2 separate regions of the Gossypium hirsutum genome follow, and region 1 is linked to region 2. A link is a contact called in public Hi-C data. All regions are on one chromosome and are shown on one strand. Each heading gives the region's core, a stretch centred on a gene start, on an enhancer-like site or on the middle of the called end of the contact. The rest is flanking DNA. Distances are from core to core; before and after follow the strand shown.

What was found. Hi-C and Micro-C count contacts between places; a contact is called where the count stands out from the background.
Region 1: a Hi-C map of leaf shows a contact between it and region 2, with 2.0 times the contacts expected there. The contact joins the enhancer-like site here to the promoter of LOC107959830 in region 2. A contact is called at or near these places in 7 of 34 Hi-C or Micro-C datasets (all in leaf).

The regions. Positions count from the first base shown.
Region 1 is chrA05:99,895,566-99,900,237 of Gossypium_hirsutum_v2.1, reverse strand. It overlaps the pseudogene LOC107943788. Among protein-coding and RNA genes, the nearest start is that of LOC107959822, 7.1 kb to the left of the region's middle. Within about 2 kb of position 2,122, at least 5 of the 9 cell types and tissues checked have an H3K27ac peak or open chromatin away from gene starts, as enhancers often do. A contact at or near this core is called in leaf, where this site is marked.
Region 2 is chrA05:99,815,449-99,819,748 of Gossypium_hirsutum_v2.1, reverse strand. It overlaps LOC107959830 (WAT1-related protein At3g28050), which reads right to left and starts at 2,088. Exons shown (of 7, transcript XM_016895983.2): 1 at 1,728-2,088; 2 at 1,546-1,611; 3 at 1,275-1,388; 4 at 562-826; 5 at 301-459; 6 at 64-215. The coding sequence starts at 1,924.

The DNA.
Region 1 (4,672 bases), core at 873-3,372, 80 kb before region 2:
AGAGCTTGATACTTAAGCAGCCTTCATGGCTCACCTCTTCTATTATGGATACCTACCTGGTGCCCAGCTTCCATTCACTTGGTTAGTTTGACAAAAGTCGGCTTTTTTTTAAAACACTAAAAAGGGAACACGGGTTTTTGGCTTCAAAGTGGCACGTCGGATTTGGCCTTAACGACTAGGTCGGGTTTGGGGTGCTACAAAAATAATTGTAATTATTAATAATGTTTTCATTATCAATGTAATAGTATTATCATTTAATTATGTTTTGGATCCATATTAAATTAAACTTGTTGTTTTAAATTGATAATCATTTAATTAGTGTTACGGTTATAAATTGATATTTAACATTATAAATATATGCATTAATGAGACATTTTCATTCAAAATAACATCTAAAGAATTACTAAAAAAAGCATTTGTTTTCATCACAAAAAAGGTATGGTTTTCATTATTATTTGAGATATTTAATTATTATTATTTGATATTAGATAGTTTTAGTATTAATTGATTTTAATTATATTTAAATAATTGTAAATGTTGTTTACTATTGTGTTCTGAAATATTATGTCAAGTATTTATTCGAATGACAAGTTAGGGTGTGTTTGATAAACTGAAAATTTAAGTGTTGAAAAATTAAGTACTAAATTTTTATTACTAAATTTTGTAAGTGTTAAATTTATATTAGAAAATTGTTTAGTAAATTAGTAAATATAATTATTGAATATAATTATGTTGTTTGATAAAAGTAAAATTTGATTTTTAAAAGATAATTTATTTTTAAATTTAATCTTATTAACATAATATTTTATATTATTTTTGATAGTTTTGGATGAAAAATAAATACAGTAAGTTGAATACCTTATTTTTTAACAAAAAAGATAATTTATTTTAAAATTTTATTAAAATAAAATCAACTTAATATTTTCTACACTAAGTGATAAGTAGCTATCTACCTGCTTATTTATTCAACACTTTTTTGTTGAAAATTTTATATTAAGTAAAAAATTAAAATTATTGTCAACCACATTTAAAATATTATATTTCCATGAACGTAATTAGCGCGAACAACAAACGTGACTAACGCGGTTTGAACTAAAGTCACTCTTGTAACGGTAAACACACTTGACCATCAGGCCATCACATGAGGTTTAGAATTAATAACTTTTTAAAAGAGGAATATATTCAAAATATAATTCTAATGAATTTGAAATCTAAAATTAAATTGGATTGTATGTTTGATTATATTTACATGAATATATATTTATTACTATTTTTAAATAATTTTATGTAATTTAACAAATCTAAGTTAAATTAGACTTCGTTATACTTTTAATTTTAAGTGAATCAAATGCAAACTTTATCTTAAAAAACACTAATATAGTTTTTGTTTTTCATAATGTTAATCATTTATTTGTGTTAAATTATAAAGTAAAAATTTGAAATTTAAAATATGCCTAAATTTTTATACAATTTGTACATTTGAAATTTAATGTGTCTATTTATCATATTTAAAACTTCAACTCTAGTTGTTACCACCGTTAAAATTTGTGTATTAAATTACTTATGTGACATTTTGAAATTAAAAAAAATTACTTGGAAGCAATATAATAACAAAAATAATGTTGAAAATATTTATGTGGATAATTTTTTTAAACAGTCATTCGTACTTGTCATGATAAAATAAATGTTTTGTTGAAATATTGTCCTTAAGAAAAATTGACATCAACATTTTAATTGAAATAGTTTACAATATTAACTTTTTAGACTAACTAATAAAATTATAAAAATAAAAGGTCAAATTGTGCCAAAAATTATAATATATAGATTAAATTTTTAAGTTTCAGCATAAGATTAAAATTTGATTATTATCAATAAAGAAAACAAGGAAAATGCAAAAGATATGAGAACCATGTAACAGTCCCTAAAAGCATTTGAATTATATATAAGTATATAAGATTTAAATTAATGATCTTAATTATTTACACTATGAAAATAAATAAATATTAAATATAAATATAATAAAGAGACCCAAATTAAAATTTAACTACTTTACATTATATATAAGTATGTAGGATTTCAATTAATGTTATTAACTACTTACGCTACTAAACTTTATCCTTATCTTTTGAGTTCAAGTTGGTCTCCATCTCTCTTATTCCCAAACTGTCCTTCATCAGCGTCCTCCTTCTCCCCTGAACAGTATCGAAATTTGAATTGCCCTCCATTCCTTCATCAGATCTTCCTAAGTAGTAGCGTTGTGGCATTGATTTCTTCATGGTGACTCCTAGCTGCATACTGACTTTCCCTATCAAATTTAATATTTAGTGATGTAGGAGCTTTGTTTCTTAATTTTGCTCTGTTTGTGTCACTTTGTGGTCTTTCTTTACTGCATTCTTGTTGAATGGCAGAGCAAAGAAAAAGAAAGAAGAAACTTTTATTGATGCATAGCATAAGGAAGACAAACAAACAATTTTGATGTAAATTAAAACATGTAATCAGTATTAAATATTAAAGATGAAAATTATGATAAGAGATAGGATCCCATAGATCGAAAGTGAGTTAATCTTAAGATGGAAAGCGAAGATAGAGAGGGATAGGATTGGGAGCATTTGGAGGTGAGTCCCAAACCGAGAAAGCACTTGTTGAGTTGATCCATTTCTTTTAGATTTCTGGATAATGGCGATTCAACACATCTTTCAAGCTTTCACTTGTATTCACCCATTCAAATCCTTTCTTTGTGTATGCTTCCTCATTGAAATCGCTTGTGAAGAACCTATCAGCTTCAAGCCTCCTACAGTAATATCATTATTCAATTCTAAGTATTCAATTTTTTCCGCAAAACAGTACGAAATTATGATTTATACCTAGATGCCATTAGTAGGAAGACAATGAAAGAAGTTTCACTTATAGCAAAACCCTTGATCTTCTTCTCTGCCATGAGACCCACCATTAAGTCCAGTTCTTCAATATCATCACCATAAACTTCCTTGAGAACTTCAATGGCTTCCTTATCCTCAGTTAGATCTTCCCATTTAGAGATTGGTATCAATAGCAAATTCCTACGGAATTGATTATACCTTGCAACTTTCCTCTCCCTATCCCTGTAAACTGCATCATTGATATTAATATTAGATCCAATTTTCACGTCTTTGTTTAACGAATTCATGGATCATAAATTTCTAGTTTGAGACAAGTCATTACCTTCAAGAGCTGCCAAATCCACATGGTCAGGCCTATCTTTGCCATCAACATCTTGTGCTACAAGGTCTCGAAGCCATGAAGGATAGTTGCAAAGCTCCAATGCACCACAAGCTTGATGTCCCATTGAAACAAATTGCCTGGTGAATCCAATTTTTGACAAAGTTTTTTCTCCTTTATGGCCGATTAGATCGGGCATAGGAACCCTGCATTAAAAAAAAAAAAACTTATGTATAAGAATAAATATGGACTATGATTGTTTACAACAATATCTTGTATGGCTTACTCCTCAAGCAATGGTGGAGATTTGTTCAGTCCAGGAGTGACATTAATGTTCCTTAGGTGTATGGAATCTGGTAAAAGTTGGTGCATCCGATAGACACTGGTAAATTCTTCGGTCAAAGTGTAAGGAACACCGTGATTAATAGGCTTTTTGAGACCAACTAAACCTCCCAAAGTGGATCCACCAACATGCCCAAATGTGTCCTTGAATTTCTTTCCCAAAAATCCATACCTGTGACAAAGTTGACAACATTAAAATTATATCTGGAGTTTAATCCAGTTGGTTGAAGGTTCAAATCCCAACAATCGAAGCTTATAAAATTTGACAACATTAAAAGGAAAATAGCAAAATGGTTTACCAATTAATACGCATTCCAGCGAGCAATGTATCAGTTTTCAAAAGCTCCACAGTCCAATCAATGGTATGGATCTTTGCAATCACAGCAGAAGTTATAAGCCTTGCATGTCGGTATAACTCTTCATCGTTCAAAGCTGGGTATTCCTTCTAAAATTATATTTCAAAGACTAATGTTTAGTAAAATTCTCTTAATATAAAGGAATTTTGCAACGAAGGAAGTTAAATAAATACCTTAAGGGCATCACAGATAGCATTGTGTTCTTTAATGAATAGAGCCTGTAAGGTGGAGACGCCAGCCCAGCTATTTTTAATATCGCCGGATATGGGGATCCCATCTTCATCTTGTTGAAGTAACCCATCTTCTGAAATCTTTAACTTTCCATCTACCAAAGTTCTTACCTTCTGTAACCGTTCCTTATCACTACCATATATAACACTTCCATCCCTACAAAAATCATCCTTCCATATGAAAATCATGCTTGACTTTATAGAGAGTTAGATATTTTTTTAATATTCCAATTCAATTTTAAATTTATACAATTGCTTTAAATTTTGAATTACTTATTTTTTTCACTAAATTTAAAAATTATTTTTTAATATATGTTTTTTTAACATGACTGCCACTAAAATTAGACATAGCCCCTTTCTAACCCAAAAATAAGAAGATAATGCGCTTCAATACACCCGAATTCACATCCTCTTACATTTATAAAACTACTCATATTAATTGAATTAAATACCCAATCAACTTAAATGTTACTAAATAAATTTCAACTAATAAGAGTCTATATTGCACAAATGAATATTTACGTCTATTTCAAGTTAGGTGCATAG
Region 2 (4,300 bases), core at 839-3,338:
GGTAAAAAGAAAAGAGGAAAAAAAAACAGAAAATTATGCACGATACTAAATTTTTTTTTATACCTTCCAAGATACAGTGTGTCACCTAGGAACATGACACCCATGGCAACAGCGATGGCGATTGACAATGGCTTAAACATAGCCACAAAAACAGGTCCTTTCAAGCGCAGAGCCCATGTATGGACTGTGTTGTTCAAGCAAGAACCAAAGAGTCCCTAAACAGGATCATACAGGGTGAACAATAAGATAGGAAATTCAAAGAGTTTTGGGACTATTTTAACCATGGCACAAGTTCCTTACCGAGCAAACAACCGAGGCTAATGCAATATCTGGTTTTAATCTCCAAGCACTTGCGTTTCTCTCAGTAGCTAAACCAACAATTGCAGCTATGAAACTCACACATAAATTATAAAAGCAAACAACAGTCATCTCATCCGGGTACTCCTTCATGATTTGCGTCTGCAGAACCATAGAGAATCGATTACATTTCATTGTATTTCGACAAACTTACAATTGGAATAAAGCATATAACTTGTAACCAATCTGGCAAACTCTTTATACCTGAACAATGTACCAGAGAGGAACTAGAATGTACTCAGCAGTGAGGAAAATGCCACCAATGACCCAATTAGTGTTTGAAGAGTTAAGTCCAGCGAAAAGCCGATTCGATGGATTAAGGTCTTGTTGAAGAGACGATGAAGGCGTTGAAGCAATGACTATGGCTGGACCCTTGTAAAGAGTCACCACAAATGCACCAGTGATTGATATTATGGTGCCTATGACTTTAGCTTGACTGCTTGTTCTTTTCCAAGCTAGCTTCTCCATTCTTTTTTCCAAGTTGCGAGAACAAAAGAAAAGGAATCAAAATTAAAGAGAGGGCAGGATTATTACATCAGAGAATATTTCGAAAAAAAAAGAAAAACATTTCTTAGCATTTAGCAACTGAAGTACACTGTTAAATGATGAAAATTAAGCCTGAAGTATACCAAATTGAGCAAATAGGTATTGGGTCAAAGTGTGTTGGGGCCCAAAGTTGCTTTGGTTACCAAAGTGAACCCCAAGTACCATCCAAAAGCAAAAAGAAAAGCATAATTGAAAATCCAAGGGACAGAATTAACTGATGAAATTCTATCAAAAACTCTGACCAAAAGGGAATTTAACTGTCAGTCCAACTTAACCAGAAACCAAACAGGGGTGGAACCAGTTTTTTTCTTCTTTTTTTTCCAGATGAATAATCCATCGAATTTTGTGCACTAAAGCGTGCTTAAAACTACCTGAAAATGATAGCCAAGATGAAGGTAAAAGCCGGTGTGAGGTTACTGATTGCAGAAGCAAGAGTTGGAGAACTGTAATTGATGCCTGTATACCCCATGATCTGAGATGAACTCCTGGAATCCAAAACAATAAAGAAATGGAAAACACAAGATTTTTCTGTGAAAATGAAGCAAAAGTTGTAAGGATAAAATCCTCTAAAAGAGAAAACAAAATCATGGGTTCTTGTTTTTGAAACCATGTGAGGTGCATGAGTCGGAAAAAAAAAGTTACCCTATAAGCCCAAGCAGACCAATCTTGCATAGTATAGGGAAGGTCAGTGGAGGAAGCACTCTTGATCTGCAATAAAAGCAAAGAGAAACATATCAGAAATGAACAATTTGAGCTTTCAAATACAAAAATGAAACACTTAAAACTGGAGTTGGAGTTGGAGTTGGAGTAGTAATAAAAAGGACCTGTAAGAGAAGAAAGGAGCAGGAAGGAGAACAAGAGCAGCTATAGCATAAGCATAGACAACAAAAACATGGTAACTCATGCCCATCAAAGTAGCCGCTTTGAAAAGTGTGTTTAAACCCACGTTTATACACTCCATTGTCACCATAGCTGAAAATGGCAGAACATCCTTGTAACAGTACCTCCATCTCCACACCATTTTTTCCCCTCTCAAAATGAAAACTGAAACCAACACACCAGAAAGAAAGAATACACAGAAAACTTCCAAAAGAATAAAAAAGAGTTTTTGTTGAAAAATGGAAGGTACTGTTATTTGTGAGGGATGCGTAGACAAAAAACTTTGATGGGAATTGCTGATGAGTTACTTTATAAATACGTGATTTACTATGTGGTATAATTATTGGTAGAATGGTCCCTTATGTTTTCTTTTTCGACAAAAGCATAAAAAATTTAGAAAAAAAAAAGAAAAAAGAACGGAGATAAGGCAAAATTAGGAAGGTGCAATTTGCAACGGTATACAGTGTAGTGTATTGGATGAATGTTGAATCGGTTAACCGACTTGAAGTATTATTAATCAAATTAATAGATTATTGTAAATTTTTAATTATTAATTAAATTGAATTTTTTTTAAAAAAAACTGAAATTTATATATATATATATTTGTTAAAACAAGTATAAAATATATAAAAAATTAATTGACTAATTAATTTATACTTTCAAAAAATTAACCGAACCGACCAACTCCTACCGAATACTTATATATTATAATATTGTTTATTAAGTTTGGTTAATTCAGTTATCTGACTGATTTTGAACCAAATTAGTCGTTAACCGAACTTTCAAAAAATTATTAACCAACCCCGATCAAATTAATTCAATTAATTGACCGATTAATCGAATTCATTCGGTTAACCGAATTAATTTGGTTTTACCCGAAATTTGCACACCCTTAAAGTATTGTTGTAGTTTTATGGTTTATTTATTTTATTATTTTGATTTTTACTAATTTTTGGGTTATTTTCAACCCAGTTTTTAAAATTAATTAAATTGTTTATTTTCGGACAGAAAAAATAACTCAATTGTTAAAATTTTAATGGTATTAACATGACAGTTTATGTAGCATTATACATATCCTTCATTATTAACATAGAAACATTTTAAAAAATTTATATGAATTTTTTTTTAATTTATTGGATGTAAATATTTTTATTATTTTTTATGAATTATACGTAAGAATAGTGGTCACATCAGCCATTAAAATTTTAACAATTTAATCAAATTTTCCTCCAAAACAAACAATTTAACTAAATTTTAAAAATTAAAATCAAAAATAAAAAAATAAAAAAACCAATATATTTGAATGAGTAAATGTAAATTATCTTTCTGCTTTTATTATGAACCAATTAAACTAAAAAAGGGTAATCTGACATTTTAACCATTAGCCCATTTCTTAAAACATTAGTTTTTAGATATAAGCTGTATTTTTTTTTTAAAAATTTATATTTGATACATACTTATAAAAAATATATTTTAACATTCTCATAAAAAAAAGACATATGGATATAAAAATATATTAGCATCCAAGTAAATTTGATAACAAAGTTGCATGATAAATTGGGTTTATAGTGTGAAAAGCATCTTTTTCTTTCATCAAATAATTTAGAGGTTATTTAATCGTCTGATATGACCATACTTTATTATAAATAATTACATTATTTATGTCACAACAGTGTCCAAAAATTATGATCTTGTGCTTATATACTTTATTATTGCGTTTACCACTCAAACCTATGTGACACAACAAAATATTTAATATTACAAGATAGAGTGTGATTTTGTTCTACCAAATATAATAATATCTTAATATATCAACCATTCATTTAATTTTTAGGAATTTCTTTAGATTTCTTACGTTTCTGCTAGGGAAATTATGGCAGTTCGTAATGGATTTGGGATTTCGATTTGTAGTTGTATAAAGTGATTTAAAGTTAATTAATACAAAAATTCAGTCAGTAGAAACGGGTTATTCAGAAATTGGTTCATTCATCTGGGATGCGAAATTGTTGGTCGAAAACTTCATTTCCTGTCATTTCAACTTCATCGATCGATTTGGAAACCAAATGGCGCATGCAATGACCCTAGAAGGCATGGGAAGATTCGACGATCAGTATTGGGTGGAGATCACCTTGGAAAGTCCTTCACTTTGCCGTCATTGATCGAAGGTTTCTTGACCATCCTTTTGCTATCGAAAGTGGTGCTTCCCCTTTTTTACTTTCTTTGACTCGTGTTCTTTCTAAGCAATATTATGATTGGGTTGAAGAAGAAGGATTATTAGTTTTTTTATTTTTTATTTTATCTTTATTTTAATAAATGAACCAATCGATTTTTATAGGTATTTAATGACACTAAAAAAGCATAGGAGCATTGGAAGGGGGGGGGGTTCAATCACTATTGATGACTTTTCGAGGATAGAGTTGGCGAAATTGCGAAAGTAAAATTTGAATTTAACCCATAAAGTTTGATTTTTTTGAAATATTTATGTAAAATTATCGTTGATGCCATTGGTGTGCTTTAC